Linked DNA regions of Mus musculus: region 2 is linked to region 1. The links are chromatin contacts, called in public Micro-C maps. All regions are on one chromosome and are shown on one strand. Each heading gives the region's core, a stretch centred on a gene start, on an enhancer-like site or on the middle of the called end of the contact. The rest is flanking DNA. Distances are from core to core; before and after follow the strand shown.

What was found. A called contact is a pair of places that touch in the nucleus more often than the background predicts.
Region 2: a contact with region 1 is called in a Micro-C map of granulosa cells, with 2.0 times the contacts expected there. The contact joins two enhancer-like sites. A contact is called at or near these places in 1 of 39 promoter capture datasets (the C10 cell line), 5 of 15 datasets of contacts at CTCF or cohesin (CD8 T cells, embryonic stem cells, large pre-B cells and 2 more), 62 of 484 Hi-C or Micro-C datasets (the AML12 cell line, B cells, the C10 cell line and 33 more), 3 of 115 datasets of contacts at active chromatin or transcription factors (astrocytes, embryonic stem cells and large pre-B cells) and 1 of 9 other capture datasets (embryonic stem cells).

What each region holds. Positions count from the first base shown.
Region 1 is chr11:30,245,074-30,250,111 of GRCm38.p6, reverse strand. It overlaps a transcript of Sptbn1 not described here. Among named protein-coding and RNA genes, the nearest start is that of Gm8098, 20 kb to the left of the region's middle. Within about 2 kb of position 2,826, at least 21 of the 459 cell types and tissues checked have an H3K27ac peak or open chromatin away from gene starts, as enhancers often do. A contact at or near this core is called in the HL-1 cell line, granulosa cells and pancreatic cancer cells, where this site is marked.
Region 2 is chr11:30,797,160-30,802,197 of GRCm38.p6, reverse strand. The region is part of intron 3 of Psme4 (proteasome (prosome, macropain) activator subunit 4); the gene reads right to left. Among named protein-coding and RNA genes, the nearest start is that of Psme4, 28 kb to the right of the region's middle. Within about 2 kb of position 2,522, at least 10 of the 459 cell types and tissues checked have an H3K27ac peak or open chromatin away from gene starts, as enhancers often do. A contact at or near this core is called in the HL-1 cell line, granulosa cells and pancreatic cancer cells, where this site is marked.

The DNA of each region.
Region 1 (5,038 bases), core at 1,577-4,076:
CCATTTGTTTTGGTATTAGGCAAATTATGAAATTCAGTATGATCTTGAACCTGTAGAAGAGCTTTGAAAGGGAGAGATGCCAGATCTTCATCTACTGGCCATCACAGTATCAAGACAGCCTGAATGCATCATTTCCCAGGGTCTGGCACATTATGAGTACTTATTAATGATATCACTACCCTCACCGCCCTAATGTTTTTCTCTGCCACTAAAGCTATGCAAAGAAACTTGAACACTCTAAAATTCGCTGTTAAGCATGCCAATGTCTTCTCTAAACCACAGTGGGTTCTCTTCTGCTATCTTCTTGTCCTCCATATATCTCTCTATACATGTGGTTTTGTTGTCACATCCTGCTAGTATGCCTTTTTATGGATGCCCAGTCCATTGAGACTCATGTCTGTGAAGGTGGTGACATGGAACAGCAAACAGTACCAGAGTCGGAAACAGACAGGCCGCATTAGTGCAGTTCTTACTCATGCCACATGGCTGTCAGAGGATGGCAGGGTTTCTGTTATCTGTATTCTCAGTCAGCAACTCTTGCTGACAGATGTACAAAGTTAGACTACTTGGTCAAAACAAGGCATGAACCCAGCCCTTCAAGGAGAGCAGGCAGCAATAAACCTAAAGAAACTGGATATATGTGTGCTTTAGAAACTGCTAACAAGATGTGTCAATAATACGATGTAACTGAGCATTTCCCATTACGTTCCTTGAAACACTAGCTTTTCAGTATGTTAACATTCTCATATATAAAAAGGCTATTTCATTAGAAAATAATTGTGAGTGTGGGCTGAATAAAATGTAATGTTTCTTGAATGAAGGACTTTACAGAGACTGTTGCATTTTAACAGGAAGAGTCACATACAATGTTTCCTAAACTTACCTGACATTGGAATTATTGGTTATTTTACCATAGCCTATCCTAGGCATTAAGTTTATAAAATATATACAATAGTCTCTTCTCATATAAAGCACAAGTATTAGAAATATATTTTAATATTACTTGCCTTGGGAAGAAACTTTGGTTTTGCTGTTAGAACAGTTGACTGTTTGAAGAGACTAATTTGTTCTATTACAAAATAGACTCTAGACAGGGTTATTAAATTGTGGGAAGGCAAATATGGGTCAGTACATATTCATGTGTGTGCAGATACAGATGCACATGTGTGTATGTGCTTGTAGAGGCCAGAGGCTGATGTTAGGTTTCTTCCTAAACTGTTCCTTATTCTTTTCGGAGCTCACTGATATAGCTAGGCCAGCTGGTCAGCAGGCCCAAGGATCCCTAGCCCTGAAATTATAAATGCAAACGTCCATGCCTGCCTCTTAGGTGGGTGTCAGGGATCTGAATTCAAGGTCCTCATGCAGGCATGGCAAGTACTTTACCAACTGAGCCATTCCCCAGTCCCCATGTTAATGAAAACTTAGTCATAATTGGTTATGTCTGTATAGCCCCCCATTTGATGGTATTTCTGTTCTAAACTTACCATTGTCAGGAAAAAGGTAAACAAAATCATGACGACCATGATTATACTAGGAGAATTGGATTTAACACTTAGCCCAACACATAATTTAAATGCTTCTTCTTTTTTTTTTTTTTTTTTTTGTTCTCTCTGACTTTGTAACAACTTTTCTAGAAATTTTAAAATGAGGGTGCTGATTAGCTGGGAATACAACTTAAAATTGTCAAGAAGTTATTTCTCCACCAAGAAGTTTTGGATTTTATGTTTGTATAAATAAGAAATCTCAGTGGGAGTTTTCACTATGTGGCTATAAACCTCACGTAATAAAATTATATTTATAAGTAGTTCTGCCTGATTTGTAAATTTGCCTGAGCAAAACCAAGTAATCACCAACTCTGTAGACCTTTGACCTTGTGCCACCCCTCCCCCCTTTCCTTCTAACCATAAATTCAATATCTGCTAGAAATTATATACAATCTAGACTGAGAATTCAGGTGTTTTGCTTTGTTTTTTTCCCTTGAGAGTAGAGACGGAGGGTGGGCAATTGCTGTTTCTTGACCACAAGAACATCTTTAGCTCTCCCAGTTAACTCACCTTTCTTCCAAATTTTTTTCTTCCGTTTTCCATGGAAGTGTGAATATCTCATCTTCAAAGGCAGCAGAGGAAACCTTGAGAGCCACAGTTCCTAGTCTTGTCCTTTTTGTTGATTTTAGTATTGCAGGAAAAATGTGACACTCCACAAAATCCAGCATTAAAGAACATGTTTTACCTGACCTAGGCTAAAGTTTACAAGTGAAGGAAACACGTGAGAACACTCTTTTTTTTGCTACAGAACTGGTCAGAATCATGTTTTCCAGGGGAGGGGGGGGGTAGAATTTTGTTCAGTGAAAAAATTGTGTCTGCTGCTGTGTGTGTGTGTGCATGTGTCTGTCTGTCTGTCTGTCTATCTGTCTCTGTGTGTCTGTGTATGTATGCATTTGGAGACCAGAAGTCGACCTTAGGTGTCTTTCTTAATAGACTGTCCACTTTAATTTTTTAGGTAGGGTCTCATATTGAACCTGGAGCTCACTGACTGGCTAGGCTAACTGGCAAGGAACAGCTTCTGGGATCCTCATGCTGTTCTCCTCGCACAGTAATAATGGCACACAGGCTGCTGCACTGCACTCTTTATAGAGGTGCTGGGGATTGAATTCAGGCCTTCATGCCTGTACTTCAAGCACTTTGCTGATGGAGCCACTTTTCCAGCCCAGCTTGTTTGACTTTTGTTTCAGGGACTTATGTGTAACACAAGCTATCCTCAGACTCATAGGTCTCCTGCTTTGGCACCTTCACCCTGTGGTGTTGGCATCATCAGCATGACTAATGTAGGCATGTTGATGGAGAGTTATTTCCTCACTTTTAAGACCTTGGGATGAGGTTTCTTCATGACTGTCCTATGGATCAGCTGGAATATTAACTGTTAGGACGTTCTGTGGAAGACTAGCATTTTTCTCAGTGCAAGCTGCAGATCAAGGTCAAAAAAGAATTGTAGGGAAGACATAGAAGTGGAAATTCAAGGGGTAGGCATCATCCTGTAGATGTTAATCTGCCCATGCCATTGTATCAAGGAGAAAAGCTCAAGGCAGCTGAAGTCTCATAGCCTAACACAGTGTAAGGGCTACAAGTCAATGTCCTTCATCAATGGGAGGAGAGGCCCTTGGTCCTGTGAAGGCTCTATGCCCCAGTGTAGCAGAATGCCAGGGCCAGGAAGCAGGAGTGGGTGGGTTGGTGAGCAGGGGATGTGGGGAGGGGATAGGGGATGAGATTTTTGGAGGGGAAACTAGGAATAGGGTTAACATTTGAAATGTAAATAAAGAAAATATCCAATAAAAAAAAGTTAGTGTCCTATGACTGCTACAGTGCTGGCTCTGATAGGCATGTCCCTCGACTTGTTAGGGCCACTTGTGTTACGTTTTAAAATTAAATAGATGGGGTGAGCCTCCTAAGTGTGCTCATGTCTTCTGCTTCCATGCCATTAAGTCAGTGTTAATGGTTAAGCATTACTAACTGTGCCAAAACAATACCAAAGGCAAGAGAAGCCCAAGAGAATGGCATGGACAAATGGCTGAGCAATTGAAAGCACTGATTGCTCTTCCAGAGGAAGCCGAGTTCATTCCCAGCACTTCCCTGGCAGCCCACGTGTATGTGTATAATATACACACACATGTAACGCACATGCCCGCGTGCGTGTGTACACACACACACACACACACACACGCACGCACATCGGGGCGGGGGAGGAGAGCCCGTTATATCTGAAAGTTAAAGCACAAGCAGCATATGATGCTTTTATCTTACAGACAGTAACAGATAACTCTGGACTGGCTTTCCAGGCCAGGCTGAAGGGAGATGAAGGTCATTCCATATTAGGAAAGTGGCTAGTTAAGTTTTATGTTGATATAATGGGGGTGTTTATTACTTTTCAGCTCTGTGTTTGAGTGGAGACTGATGGGGGAATTGCCTCTGTCCAAAGGAGATAAGAAGGCAGCCCTGAGAAGTAGGACTCTTGAGAGCTGCCACTAATTGGGATCAGTTTAACATATAGGATGTGCTAGTGAAGACAGAGTGGACCCTGTACCCCTTGTAACCCACCTTGCTCAGTGGACAGCAAATATTAGAGAATTACAGTATTAGAGGAGTGTATCACAGCAGCTGTATTCTTACTGAAGCCACACTGGCCACTCTGCTTTGTGGTAAGGCCTTTAGTAGTAACTGTGTAACCAGCTGAATAACTAACATGGGGAACACTGGACCAGAACAGGTAAACTAAGACTGTCTTAGACAAACTATGTTGTGTGGACATCCTAGTTTCAACAAGTTGTCTGATCTTGGTGTCTTGGTGTTTCCACATCTTAAAACAAGCCTAATAACAGATAAAGTACAAAAAATACATGTAAAGTCCTCAGGATGTTCTTTGGCCTATTATAATACTTATTATTATTATAGTTGTATAATTTAGCCCCCCTCACCCTACACCACCTGCAGCAGTCAGAAGAGCTGGCCCTGGCCCAGCCATGGGGTGGCATGGGTATGGGGGTGATACCCTATTGCTTACCCCTTGTCACCTTCTGTAGTTGGGAGAGTTGGCCCTGAGGGCATGAGAGTAGAAAAGCAATCTCTGCTCCTCTATTGACTATACAATTCAGGAGAGCTTCCCTATACACTTGCCCAGGCAATACAGCAAAGGCAAGATGAGCCAACCCCAGGATGTGAGAGCAGGAGAGCTGGTCCAGCCCCTCACAGGCTACAGCAATGGACAGAGCAGCACAGTGGAGCTGACACTGGAGGCATGGGTGTGGGTGAGCCATCCTCGAGGACGTGATAGCAGGAAGGTTGCCCCTGCATCCTGCTGATGGCAACGTTGAGTGCCCTAGTCAGAGCAGTGCTGGAGAGTTTACTCTGGAGGTGTGGACGAGGGAGAGCCATGCACTAACCATCTCTGCTACTATGCAGGCCCAGATCCAGGGCTCTGAGATGACCCACTTCAAAATCTGTATCATCTACAGATGGTTTGGACATGTAAAAGGGCCAGTCCTGCT
Region 2 (5,038 bases), core at 1,273-3,772, 550 kb before region 1:
TAGAAAGAAACTGCAGCCTCATTACTAACTACTTTAGTCATCATCTTTCACTTTCACACTTGGGGTGAGGGTCAGCAAGTAACTCGGGGTGATTTTCACACACAAAAATACCAAACAATTAAGAAACATAGTATATTGAGCATAAACTTTTCTCTACATTTGAAGCTTCCTGAATCCCATGGCTGTACTTATTAGTCAAGATACCTAATGTGCTTCTAATAGAGCTATTCAAATCTGCAGGGACAGTTCAATTATTTCTGTGTGCTTACAATACCCAATAAACACTTTTTATCACGGGAACAAATAGCACAGCGCTTGGATCTTCTTTCAGTTTGAATTCAAGAGCCAATTAGTATCAAATTATAGAATCAACATGTAGAAAGCCATCCGGTTAATTTAAGTTCAGACTTTAAAGATAAATTCTGAAACATGAACTGTCTTTCTAAGAAAAGAAAAGAGCCCTTGACTTCCTAATGTCTGTGCTCACATTAACTTTCTATTTTACTGATTTGGTAGCAACTGACTTCAGATTTAGATGTTGCAGAAATCCTGCTCTTTCTCCTAAGTAACTTCACTACACAAAGAAAGAAACCTTTCTAACATTAGAAACTGTTCCAAAAAGTAAGTCATTAAAGACTGCATAGCTAAGTGTTTCGTTCATTCTAAATGTAAGCACAGGAAGTTAATGATAACACTCCTGTAACTTGTTACCAACTCAAGGGTTTTAGAGTGTGATTTCATTCATATAAAAATCAATTCCAACCGATCTTCCACATAAGGCCTGTACCATGGAATTTATGCTCTTTATTCAGAAAAGGGTACAATCTCTCTAACCTGTGATATCTGTATAGTGACCTTTTGTGATTCTTGTAATCTCTCAAGATGAAGGGAACAATGTTTCTGTTTAAAAATAAAATAAAAGGTTAAGGCTAGATGCTAATAATTTTTAGAGGGAGTGAGTAATCACTACTTAAGTTCCAATTGTTGGGAATTTATAATACTAAACTGGTAACTCAAACTGTTCATGGTTTTAAAGTGATCTACAGAGTGATTAAGCTTTAGATGGAGTTTCTCACACCCCATTTTCTCTTAAAAATGGTAGTTCATTTACAAAAGGCAGCCATGGGTACACAATGCTTCAGGTTGAACCTAAGAGTCAGACAAATCTGAATTTGAAAATCAAGTCATTGTTCCTAAGAATATAGTATTACAGCTTAGTACTTTTTATCATGGCAAATACCTACCCTCTCATAAAGCTATTTTAAAATTAACTGAGATAATATATTGAAAGCTGTTGGGTAGCTCGGAATTATTTATTAGGCATCACAGCAAATATTAACAACTATTAATTCATGCTTTGCAAAAAGCATTGTACGTGCAACTTCACAGAAACAAAAACTTGTGCACCTTTTACTGCTACAGCAATTTTCCTGCCTATCAATCATGAATTTATGATTCAGGATATAATACCCAGATGAGAAATTTCTTTTCATCACCTTACTATTCTGTACAAAAGTGAATTCTTAAGCTCTTGTTCCAGTTTGAGCCTCATGTAAATTTTTCTCTACACTTCAATTTCCTCATGATGGCACTAATGCTCTCTGATTGTTCCAAGGCAGGACAAGAGAGTCAACCATTTCTGTTCCCAGTTACTAAAAAGTGAATTTCAAAGTCATGGAGGCTGTAACCTGACTCTCCTAGTTCTTTATAACTATCAAGATAAGATTAGCTTTTCTTTTATTTTAAAAAAATTTTAAAGAATCATTTATTTATTTTATGTGTATGAATGTTTTGTCTGCATGTATATGTGCATCACTACATGCCTGGTGACTATGGAAGTCAAAAGCTGGAGCTACATACAGATGGTTGTGAGTCACCATTGTAGGTACTAGGAATCAAATCCATGTCCTGTGGAAAAAGAGGCAGTGCTCTTAAACACTGAGTCATGCCCAAGATTCACTTGTAAACCCCCCCCAACACATGACACATTCAAAATAAAAATAATCCCAGAAATATTCATAGATTCAACTGAACTAAAATTTCTGTCAGACTAACTCTATTTGCTTTTTTTAACATATGAATTGGAAAACAACAATAATGGTGCATTCCTTCTTTCCCTGCCTTAAACTCCTAATTAAATAGTATTCTTTTTTCCCCTAACAATGTATTAAGTCAGTTTTACCTTCTTTCTAAATCTAAACAAACTCATCTTTAGCCAATCAAACATTTTTCATTACCCATCTTTCAAATCTCACACCACTCTGTTAAATGTCACTTTTACAGCCATTAAGATTACTTCATCAGTTACACAGAAGAGACACCATCATCACCATGGAGGCAATGGTAGCACTAACTTTTCATTAAAATTAAAGCATTTTTCTAAAATAAATGTTACTGTAATCACCCTTCCTCTCATGTAAATTTAGCATGATTACTTGAACAATCTGAACTATTCTATGTATGTCCCAGGCAGGGGACGGGATACCCAAGGAGGCCTGAAGAGGGCAGCAGATGCCCTAGAGCTGGAGTTACAGGTGCTAAAAGCCTAACTTGGATCTTCTGAAGAAACATATTCTTTTAATTGCTGAGCCCTTTCTCCTCATAATGTTCCTCAAATGCTGTTTTAGAAATCAATGCAATTCAGTGTTTACTGATGAAATAACTGGTGAAAATGACTTACTGACAGTTCATTGGGGGAATGACTTTCTTCATTTTATTAACTATTAAATTTTGGGTCCAGATCATTAATGAGTAATAAGAAACCCCAGAGTAGAATATGTTATTTCCATGTTGTAAACAGGTAAAGGTAAGAATAAAAGACTTATGTGATCATAAATTGCCCTTTGTAAACCAAGTGTATTGACACATGCAATTCCAGCCCTAGGGAAGCAGTAGCAGAGGAACTGTGAGTTTGAGGCCACTGAGCTATATATAGCAAGACCTGTAGTGGAAGGGGTTGATTCCCTAATTGGTTCTTGATTGTGTCAATAAAGGAGGGAAAAGTCACTTGCTGAATGAAGGGAAAAAAAGGTGGGATTTCCAGGTCCTAGGAGGAAGAGAAGGGACACAGAGAAAAAGGATTCAGACCAGGCTTTGGAGCAAGGGGGAAGCTACAGACATGTAGGTCTTGGGGCCCCTAGAGTTTGCAGTCTCCGCCTACACAATGAGTAGGGGCCAAGGAAGATGGAGGGAGCTAGTTTTAAAAAACGGCCAGCTGGCCCTTGCTGGAGCTGAGTGAGACCAGTGGTGACTGATCACAGAGCCTAGCCTGGAGAGTGGCAGGCAGAGCTCCTGGAAAGGCAGAAGTTTGATTTTTAAAAAATTGCACCCAAAAAGACCTGTCTCAAAAAACAAAAACAACAAAAGCAAATGACCCTTTGTTGAATCAATAGAGGAAGCCAGGCTAGGGTAGATATCAGTGGTACAACACTTACTTAGCAAGTCAAATCCCTGGGCTCAATTGCTAACAACCACAAATGGTAATGGGATAGAGATACACAGGTAATCAAAAACTAAGTACCAAGCCAGGTGTGGTGGCAGGACTGTTGGGAGCTGGAGGCCAGCCTAGGCTACACAACAAGACCCTAGTCCTTCCCCCTCAAAAAAAAAAAAAAAAAAAAAGTAAAAAAAAAAAAGTAAAGAAAGGAAAACAATTTTTTCCTACACGCATATACACTATGAAAAATAGTATGCATGGTAGCCTTAAAATATATAGAGGAAAAACACTTAAAAAGGAAAAATACTTAAAATGTCCTTTTACAAGAACATTAAGTTGTGACAAGACATGAATAGGAAACAGGAGTCAAAAATACAATTTTGTATTTTGTACTAAATTAAAAACTCTACTAGGTCAGGTGAGGTGGTGCATTCCTTTGTCCCAGTACCCAGGAGGCAGAGGCAGACATTTCTCTGAGTTCAAAGCCAGCCTGGTCTGCATAGTGAGTTCTAGTACAGACAGGACAACATGGAGGCCTTGTTTTAAAACAAACAAAAAACCTAAAAACTTCTTTCAATTACCAACAGTCTCAGTACTTGAAGTCTGAGATGGAAGGGAAGAGAAGGAAGAGAGGGTAAATGTTTTGATTATCTTTGCTCTAAACAGAACCAAGTTTTAAGGTAGAATGAAATACATGGCACTCTGGGGCTGGTGAGATGGCTCAGTGGGTAAGAGCATCCGACTGCTCTTCTGAAGGTCCAGAGTTCAAATCCCAGCAACCACATGGTGGCTCACAACCATCTGTAACGAGATCTGACTCCCTCTTCTGGAGTGTCTGAAGACAGCTACAGTATACTTACATATAATAAATAAATCTTTAAGAAAAAAAAAAAAAGAAATACATGGCACTCTAAGCAGTGGTTTCCATAAGAACAGAATACACCAGGCACACAGAATTGAAGAGCTGAAAGACAAACACTTAACAAATGAAGCACTTCTGATTTTAAAAAACCATCTAAAAATAGTACAAGAACAGGCTGTCAAATGACAAAGCTGTTTCAAATATGTCAAAATGCATCTAAGAAAGAACTAATATATCAAAGAACTAAAATATCAAATCTAAGAGAGCAAGTCATAAAATGGCTCCTTATAAGTGAAAGGATGTTAAGAAATAAAATGTTGGTAAGACCCAACAACCTTATTCTTGACTATAAAAGCTTGCAACATCACCATGCCAAAACAATGTTAAGCAGAAAAGCAGTAACTATCCAAACAGTCCCCTTGCAGAAATTCAGCAGAACAATGAAGTGCTGGGAAGAACAGGGCGGTCCCAGGACTACTGCAAGCACTGCTGTGTGACTCACTGGCTTCTCTACCATTTCTGCTCAAGAGCCAATAGCAGTAGTCTTCAATTCAAGGGAAGCAGAAGCGAGTTAGGCCAAGAAATATTTAAGTATTTCAAAACTGAATTTATAAATTTAATATTATTCCTTTGTTTAGGACACAGATGTCTCCCCAGTGCTGAGATAAAAGCTGTGTAATGTACACCCAGCTTTTCAAAACTGAATTTCTTGAAGAGAAACAAAGTAACAATCAATTTAC